Regions from separate parts of the Ovis aries genome. Here region 2 is linked to region 1. Evidence: chromatin contacts called from public Hi-C data. All regions are on one chromosome and are shown on one strand. The core of a region is the stretch at or near the end of the contact, and the rest is flanking DNA. Distances in the headings are between cores, read along the strand shown. Region 1 has its middle 21 kb from the start of MATN1. Region 2 holds the start of PTPRU (protein tyrosine phosphatase receptor type U).

Region 1 (4,324 bases), core at 288-2,787:
GGTGGCCACCCTGCCTGTGCTCAGACCCCATGTGGCCACGGCCAGTCCTCCACCGCCCTGAGCTTCACTGCACCGATGCTATCGCGGGCTGCCCCAGGCGCGCACAAGGCACGTCGTCCCTGGGAACTGACCTTGGAACCCCGGCACCCTCACAGCTACAGCCCCTCCGTCCTCTCTAAGGTGCCCACCTGAGGGCTTGTGACTGTGTAGTCACGGCCGAGAATGAGCACCACTCTGCCTCTTGGGGCAGAGTTGCTCCAAGTTGCTCTTGAGAATCCTGTATGTTGAATGAAAGTGGGAAAGAGTGAAGGCATCCAGGCCATGCAGAGCATATCTGCTCCCTTGGTTCCCCTCGCCTTTTAGTGATAATAATAAAACATAATTTATAAACTGCAATTTATGGTATATTAACTTGTGGCTCAGCTGGTAAAGAATCCACCTCCAGTGGGAGACCTGGGTTCAGTCCCTGGGTTGGGAAGATGCCCTGGAAAAGGGAAAGGCTACCAACTCCAGTATTCTGGCCTGGAGTATTCCATGGATTGTATAGTCTATGGGGTCACGAAGAGTCGGACACGACTGAGCGACTTTCACTTCACTTCACAATGTACATAGTATACCTATATACATTAAGACATAAATTAAAATAAGTCATATAATTATGCAAATAATAAATGTATATATATATAAATAATATGACTCAATTTATATGAGTTTGAGCAAACTCCGGGAGTTAGTGAAGGACAAGGAAACTTGGCATGCTGCAGTCCATGGGGCTGTAAAGAGTTGGACATGGTGAGTGACTGAACAACAACAAAAATATAATAATTATGTCGATAATATAAATATATAAACAAATATACAATAATATACTTCAGTATAACTATAAATAGTAACTACACGTATAACTCTATGAAGAGCTAACATAAATCTCTGCTTACTGTGGGCTATGCTACGCCGTGCTATGCCTCGTCACTCAGTCGTGTTGGACTCTTTGCGACCCCAAGGACTGTAGCCCACTAGGCTCCTCTATCCATGAGGATTCTCTAGGCAAGAATACTGGAGTGGGTTGCCATACCCTCCTCCAGGGGATCTTCCCAACCCAGGGATCAAACCCAGGTCTCCTGCATTGCAGGCAGATTCTTTACCATCTGAACCAGCAGGGAAGCCCTACTATGGGCTAAGCCTTGTCCTAACAGTGCTAACCTTGTTTATTTCTTACAACCACTTAGGGAAGTACGATTATCCTCATTGTATAGGTTGGGTAAAGTGAGGCTCAGAGACCAGAAGGGACCTACACAGACAAGTAGAGGTTCTGGGACTTGAACTTGGCCTGTCTACCCCACTTGATCCCAGAGTCTTCCTTCCTCCAGGAGGACTCCCCTTCCTAGACTGGGATCCTGGCTCCCGTGATTCCACCTCTGGACCCCCGTCCAGCTTGCTCACATCCCCTCTACCGTGTGGGCTGGAACAGACCCCCGCCCAGTCGTGCAGCCTTCTCTCCCACTTGGGGCCTCTCTGCCTGCCACCTCCCTCCCCTCTGCCCCCAGGGTTGGTGCAGCTGCTGCTTGGGTGTGTGACCACAGTGGGCAGGGCTTTTCCCTCCTCTTGGTATCAAATTTTCCCTTGCAGTTTCCTGCTTTCATTCCTGGCAGGAGTCCTTGGCCTGTGGACAGCAATCCCTCCCCGCCTCTCTCCTGTGTTTGGTGCAGAGCCAGGAAATCTGTCCTAAGCCTGGGGCTTCCTCCAGGAGCCAGGACTGGCGGGGAGTGGACGTGGTGGGCACTCCCATAGGCATCCCACTGGAGCCATCGCAACCTTCTGGTCCCTTCCCCCAGGGTCCTCCCTCACGGGGCTGGTGGTCAGGAGGCCCCTCTCCAGCTGCCAGGGAGTTTCCCTGTGCCAAGACCCAGCCTGGGGCAGCAGATGAGGTGGGGCCTCCCCAGGAGAAAGAACTGCCGCTGTCCTGGGCTGGGCTGGGCTGGGAGAGGCCAGGCGGGCTTCACTGCTCAGATACCACCCCTCTCCCTCCTCTCTTCTCCAGCAGCAGCTGCGGAGTCTCCCAGGGAGGGGCCTCTGAGAGGGGATCACAGGTGGTGCATGGGCAAACATTAATATTCTGTTTTACCAGTCATGTATTTATTTTAATGAATATCAGAAAAAACCTCACAAGCAATTAGTGCATTAAACCTTGATTTCATGGATGTTATTGCTCACGGTGAGGCAAATTGAAAAGGGGAGGCCTTTTCAAGTCAAAGGGTCGGACTGAATCAAAATCAATATCGTGCAGGTAGAGGTGTGGGTGGCAGTCTCCGGGAGGGTCAGAGAAGCTGCTGGAGCTCGGGAGACACGGAGGAGGCCCACGAGACACCAGGGTCCCGCCTGGCTCTGCCGGTGGCGGGATGGGGGCACCTTGGGCAGCTTGCTGCCCCTTGCGAGCCTCAGTTTCCTCCTCTGTCACGTGGGGAGGAGCCGTAGCAGCCTGAGGGGCTGTGGTGGGGTGAAACTGGGTGAGGTGGGTGGGGGGCTGGCCTGGAGCTCAGCACTGAGTCATTGCTTGGAGCTGCGGCGGCAGCTCATGGTGGCATTCTTGGTAGTATTAGCATCACTGTGGAAGCCTCAGGAGCTTATTCTGGGTGCCGAGACCCACGGCTTTCAGCCGGGAAGAATCCTCAGTACAGCTTCATGTGAGCAGCCCCCGCCAGGGGTGCCCTGCTCACGTTCACAGCTCAGGCAGGCTGGGTATCCGTCCAGTTTGGCCACCCACTGGGCTGCTTGAAGCCACCCTATCCTTGACTGTAGCCTTAGACCAAGAGACCCACCTCATAGGGTCATGGCTGTGAAGAGCAGCAAAAAGGGCTGGCCAGGTCTCCAGAGCAGTAGGGCTTCATCCTGTACTTCATCCTGAGATTTTGTCTTCTCTTGGGGTGAAGATCTGCTGGTTGGGCAGGGAGAGTTTGGCACAATCTGGGGGTTCTGAACCAGCTCTGAGTGTTTGTTAGGATGTGTTGTCCTTGACATGCTCATCTATCCACCCATCCATCACCCACCCAGCCTGTGTCCATCCTTCATCCATGTCTCATTTATCCATTCATCTCTCATCCACCATCCATCCATCTCCAACCACCCACCCCATCCATCCACCCATCCATCCAGTGAACGATGGTGGGGGCAGTGGAGCCATGCCAGGGAGTTGGGATGTTACCCTGAACAGTCGCTACGCAGGGTGTGAGGAGGGGAGGAACCTGGGCGGATTTGGGTCTGAGGGTCCCTCTGGCCACTGTGTGGCTGTGGACAGGGCTGAGCGTGGGAAGAGGCCAGACAGGAAGTGGTGGCTGCAGGCTAGAGGTGGCTCCTGGGGGAACCAGCAGGGAGGGCAGAGTGGCCTTGACAAGGGCAGGGTCCTAGGGGCTGCATGGGGACTGTGGTGGGCACAGGGGTGTGTGTGTGTGCACGCTGCGGGGGGTGGGGTGGGACACAACCATTGTGGACCAGTGGTTTGACAAGTTGGGCTGTCAGGGGAAAGAGAGGGATACAACGACAGGGATGTGGAGTTCAGGCTTGTTTGTTACAAGGTGAGAGACTTGAATACAAGCAACTATGAATCACGTGTGAAGGGAAGGGGGCCACAGCGCTAGACAGAAATAAATACAGACAGATGGTTGATAGATAGGGATTAAAGCAGTGCTTCCCTCTCCCCCTGGACAGAGTGAGGTGGGGAGGAGGGGCCTCACGGAGCAGGTCTGGGCCCAGGCAGAGCAAGGAGACAAGCTCCAACTTCAGAAGGAGGAAGAGGAGGGGCCTGTGAGTGCTGGCAGGGCGGGGGTGGGCGGGGCGGTGGGGGTGGCGCTTGGTGGAAAGTTTGGTTTCGGGAAATCTAGGGAGTTGGTGATGGACAGGGAGGCCTGGTGTGCTGCGATTCATGGAGTCGCAAAGAGTCGGACACGACTGAGTCACTAAACTGAACTGAACTGAGGGAGTTTCTATTTTGAGGCTTGGGTTTTCTTTGGGCAGAGAAGTGAGCTCACCTGCTGAGAAGGGGAGGGGAGGGGCGCGTGAGAGAAGGGCTGAAACAGTCCCCTTGGTGATGAGACCCTTGGGGTAGCTGGGAACTGGGGAGAGGTTGACTCCAGGACCCCCTTGGACTTTGTGGGGGTGTGTGAGCCGTGCGTTTGTGTGTTGGGTCATTGGCAGGGCTCTGGGTTGAACTGACCCCAGGCCACTTCTCAACCCATCCTTTCCACCGCTACCCCCCCTCCCCCACCCAGCTATTAGCACTAGTTATCCAACCTGGGCTTCCCTGGTGGCTCAGACAGTAAAGAATCTG
Region 2 (4,605 bases), core at 1,250-3,749, 1.4 Mb after region 1:
ATCATGAAGCCGAAGGGACAGAGCAGAAAACCGGGGCCCCAGGAATGGAAGCAACTGGCTCAAGAGCTCAGTCCCCACCCTCAGCCGTCGGTAGTCCCCCTGTTAGAAGAGGGGGGCACATCTGAGGGTTCTCAGAATCAAGGCGATGGAGGTAGGGATGGGAGTGCATGTAGTACCCTCGGTTTGATCTCAGAGTCGGGGAGGGGGCAAAGTCGCTGCAGGACAGGGGTAAGGGTTGGGGGAAGATAAGGAGGGAGGTCGCCTTAGGGGTCCTTTCCGACGCTCAGGGGTCAAAGCTAAAGCTGTGAGCGATGGCCTGGGGCCGCAGGGTCCGGCTGACCTGAGTCAGTGGCAGGAGAGGCTGCGAGCGCCCTGGGAGCTCCGCCCGAGAGGCCGGATCGGGCGGCAGGGCAGCAAATGCGATCGGGAGAGGCCAGTTGTCGGAGACCGGAGGCCTGAAGGAGGCTCCCTGGGGCCGAGGTGGCTCTGCCTGTGTCTCGGCTCGGAAACCCGTCTGGGGCGTCTCCCCGTTACTCGGGCGCCCCGGGTACCAGACTGGAGCCGCCCAACCAGAGCGGGCGGGGATGCTGAGGCCGCCGGGAGGGCACAGGCCACCCCCGCCCTAGAAAGGCCATCAGACGCAACTCCGCAGGAGAGGGCCCCCGGTGTGGCATCCCAGGCCTCCGGGTAGGATGGGGGGGTGGGGGAGGCGGGGACAGACACATGAACACACATAGCCGCCGCCGACACACGGTCCACAGCACACACGGACACACAGCCACAGCTCTGGATACACACATTCAGAAACGCGACCGCACGCACAACTTCACACACACACACACCCCTCCAAAAGACTCCACTCTCCGAAACACACTCAGAGAGACAGCGCGGTCACACGGCACCCAGAAGCACCGAGATACACGCTCACACGCGTACACTCACACCCCCGCCAGCCCGGAGGCCGTACAAAGTTGCGGAGTCGACGAAGGGGGGGGTTGTCCCAGGAGACCCCGGCGTCCGCGGCGCCTCCAGCGCGCAACCGGAGGGGGCGCCGTCCGGCCGCCCAGAGCCAGGCCCGGCCCACCCGGACGCACCCCCCACCCCGCCCCGCCGCCTGGGTGCAGCCGCGGCCCGGTCCCCGCACGGTGGCCTGGCCTCACGGCCCTCCCCTCCAGCCGGCCCCGGCGCGCCCCGCAGCCCCCCGCGGCCGCCCCCACCCCGCGCTGGGCCCTCCGGGCCCCGGCCCCGGCGCCCCGCAGACCCGGCGCCGTCTCGGATCCGCCACCAGCCAACGCCGCGCTGAACTCGCGAAACAACAAACAGCCCGACATGTCGGAGTCGGCGGCCGCCGGGCCCCCATCCCTCGCTGCCAAGCCTCAGGCCCGGCCCGACCGGGGAGGCAACGGGCGCCGCCAGGACAACTTGTTCCGGGGCCCGCGCGCCCCACGCGCACACCCGAGGGACACACACACAACACGACCTGCACCGCCCCCTCGGGCGGCCCCGGCCCGGGGCACACACTCAAGCCGTGGCCCAGGCGAGGACCACACTCGCAACATTCCTGGACACGCAGCCAGCTTGCACGAACACACTCACATCCGCTCCAGACACGCTCCTACACACGCATTCCCGGCACACTCGGCATTCACTGGGACCCACGCAGCCCCCGGCAGAGCACACCGCCGGCCCCAGACACACGTACACATCGCGCACACCGCGCGCGGACACACTCGTTCCGGACCCGTTCCCACGCCTTCACACACGTACACGGATCTCACAAGCACACACATCGCACACACGTCCTCTGCTCCCCACGCGGGCAGAATCCACAGAGCACTCTTCGCCACACGCAGAACAAAAAAACACAAGCCATTCTCGGACACACAACAAACAACACTCCAGGCTAGGGCACACACAAATGCCCAAAAATGCAACACATCAGCAGAGGCAACTCCTGCCACACAACCGAACTCAGATGGACACACAACAGACATACAATCCTACTTGGCCCCACACACACACTACACAGAGGCAGACACGACACTCGGCGCACACCCCATGCCTTTATGCACACAACATTCACCCCAACATACTCGTGGACACACAACACACACAGCACCTTTTCTTGCACATCCCTCAGACACATTCGCAGGCACACCACCCCCTGAGCACACGATCGCACATCCAACACTCAAGACACACCGGGAGCAAGCTCGCCACGTCCGGTCATCCAACACTCCCACTTTCTTTCGAGATACGCCACCGGCGCCGAGGCTCGGCGGGGCAAACTGGGTCCGACCGACGCGCGCTTACCTGCCGGAGTCTCGGTCTCGGGTGCGCAGAGCTGGAAGGTGAGCGCCAGGACGAGAGCCTGGGCGCGGGCCATGGTGCGCCGCCGCCTGCCCCGGGGCCCGGCGCGGGGGGGCGCCGCCGCCGGAGCCCGAGCCGAGCCCGAGGCGAGCCAGAGCCGGAGCGAAGCGGCGCGGCGCCGAGCGGGACTGGCGCCGAGTCCAGAGCGGGAGCCCAAGCAAGCGGGGCGCTGACGTCAGGCTCGGCCGCGCGTTCCTCGGTCTCGAGGCGCCCCCTACTGGCAGCCGCGCGCTCCCCTGCCCAGTCCGGTCGCCCGCGGCCCTGACGCTCCCCGCCCCCACTCCCGGACCCCTGCCTGGCGGTCCTGGGCTGGGCCTGGATTCCCAGCCGCCTCACCGACCTGCTTAGGTGAGCAGATCCACTCCTCTGCTCATTGCTCGCGCCTAGCTTGCACACAGCTCTCCGGGACAGAGACCCAGGGACACAGAGCCTCTCGGTCCTACCCAATGCTTGAATCCCCTCTACCTTGATCCCTTTCAGTGCACATCCACATTTATCTCCAAGGACAAGGAGCTCATTACCTACCAACGGCAGGTGATGGGGTCTTGGAAACGCTAGCTTTTGGAGTTGTTCGTAGTATTCCTTTCAGTTCAGTTCAGTTCAGTCGCTTAGTCGTGTCCAGCTCTTTGCAACCCCATGGACTGCAGCACACCAGGCCTCCCTGTCCATCACCACCTCCCAGAGTTTACTCAAACTCGTGTCCATTGAATCGGTGATGCCATCCAACCATTTCATCCTCTGTCTTCCCCTTCTCCTCCTCCCTTCGATCTTTCCCAGCATCAGGGTCTTCTCAAATGAGTCAGTTCTTCGTATCAGGTGGCCAAAGTATTGGAGTTTCGGCTTCAGCATCAGTCCTTCCAATGAATATTTAGGACTGATTTCCTTTAGGACAGACTTGTTGGATCTCCTTGCAGTCCAAGGGACTCTTAAGAGTCTTCTCCAACACCACATTTCAAAAGCATCAATTCTTTAGCGCTCAGCTTTCTTTATAGTCCAACTCTCACATCCATACATGACAACTGGAAAAACCATGCTTTGACTAGATGGACTTTTGTTGGCCTTTATCACCCTTTTAATGTCCATGGGATCTGTAGTGATGTCCCTCCTTTCATTTCTGATATTAGTAATCTGTGTCCTTTCTCTTCTTTTCCTAGTCTGGCTAGAGACTTATTGATTTATTAATCTTTTCAAAGCAGCAGCTTTGGGTTTGGTTGATTTTTCTCCATTGATTTCCTGGTTTTCATTTCACTGATTTCAGCTCTAATTTTTATCATTTTCCTGCTTCCCTGGCATTCTATTTGCTCTTCTTTTTCTAGTTTCTTAAGGCAGAAGTTTAGATGATTAATTGCATATCTTTTTCCTTTTCTCACATATGCATTCAGTGCTATAAATTTCCCTCTATGCACTGCTTACCCAGCATCCCACAAATTTTGATAAGCTGTGTTTTCATTTTCATTTAGTTTTCACTTATAAATATGTCAAAAAATTTAAATTCCTCTTGAGATTTCTTTGACCTATGTGTTATTTAGAAGTACATTATTTAATCTCCAAGTATTTGGGGATTTTTCAACTCTCTGTTATTATTTCTAGTTTAATTCCACTATGATCTAAGAGCAATCACTGTATGATTCTTTTCTTTCAAATTTATTAATTTGTGTTTTATGGTCCAGTCTATCTTGGTAAAAATCCATGTGATCTTGGGAAGGTTGTGTGCTCTGCTGTTGTTGGATGAAGTAGTCTTTATTTATTTAGTTGCGGCATGTGGGATCTAGTTCTCTGACCAGAGACCAAACCCTGGCCACCTGCACTGGGAACTCAGAGTCCTAGCCCCCAGACCATCAGGAAAGTCCCTGAAGTAGTTTTTAGATGACCTTTATCTTTAGTTGATTGATGGTGTTGTGGAGTTTAATTATGTCCTCCCTGAGTTTCTGCCTGCTGGACATGTTTATTTCTGAGAGAGAGCTGTTGAAGTCTCCAGCTGTAATAATGGATTCAGCTATTTCTCCTTGCTATGCTGGCTGGCTTTTTAAAAGTTCTTTCTCTTCATGCCATGAAATCTACCCCCCTCACTGACTCTCATTGATTCTAGTCTATCTCCGGGCTACACAGGTTAAGTCCATCTGGGCCTCTGCCCAGTATAAACCCTTGTACAATGACTACAAACTAGTTGTCCATTTCTGCATAAGACCAGGTGCCTTCTATGTGTTTCACCTGTACGGATTCATTTAATCCCTA

The links. A called contact is a pair of places that touch in the nucleus more often than the background predicts.
Region 2: a Hi-C map of liver shows a contact between it and region 1, with 4 times the contacts expected there. The contact joins the promoter of PTPRU here to the enhancer-like site in region 1. A contact is called at or near these places in 5 of 16 Hi-C or Micro-C datasets (hypothalamus, liver, muscle and 2 more).

What each region holds. Positions count from the first base shown.
Region 1 is chr2:236,612,989-236,617,312 of ARS-UI_Ramb_v3.0, forward strand. No RefSeq gene overlaps it. Among named protein-coding and RNA genes, the nearest start is that of MATN1, 21 kb to the left of the region's middle. Within about 2 kb of position 1,538, at least 5 of the 54 cell types and tissues checked have an H3K27ac peak or open chromatin away from gene starts, as enhancers often do. A contact at or near this core is called in liver, where this site is marked.
Region 2 is chr2:238,060,995-238,065,599 of ARS-UI_Ramb_v3.0, forward strand. PTPRU (protein tyrosine phosphatase receptor type U) reads right to left here and starts at 2,500. Exons shown (of 31, transcript XM_042244447.1): 1 at 2,314-2,500. The coding sequence starts at 2,386.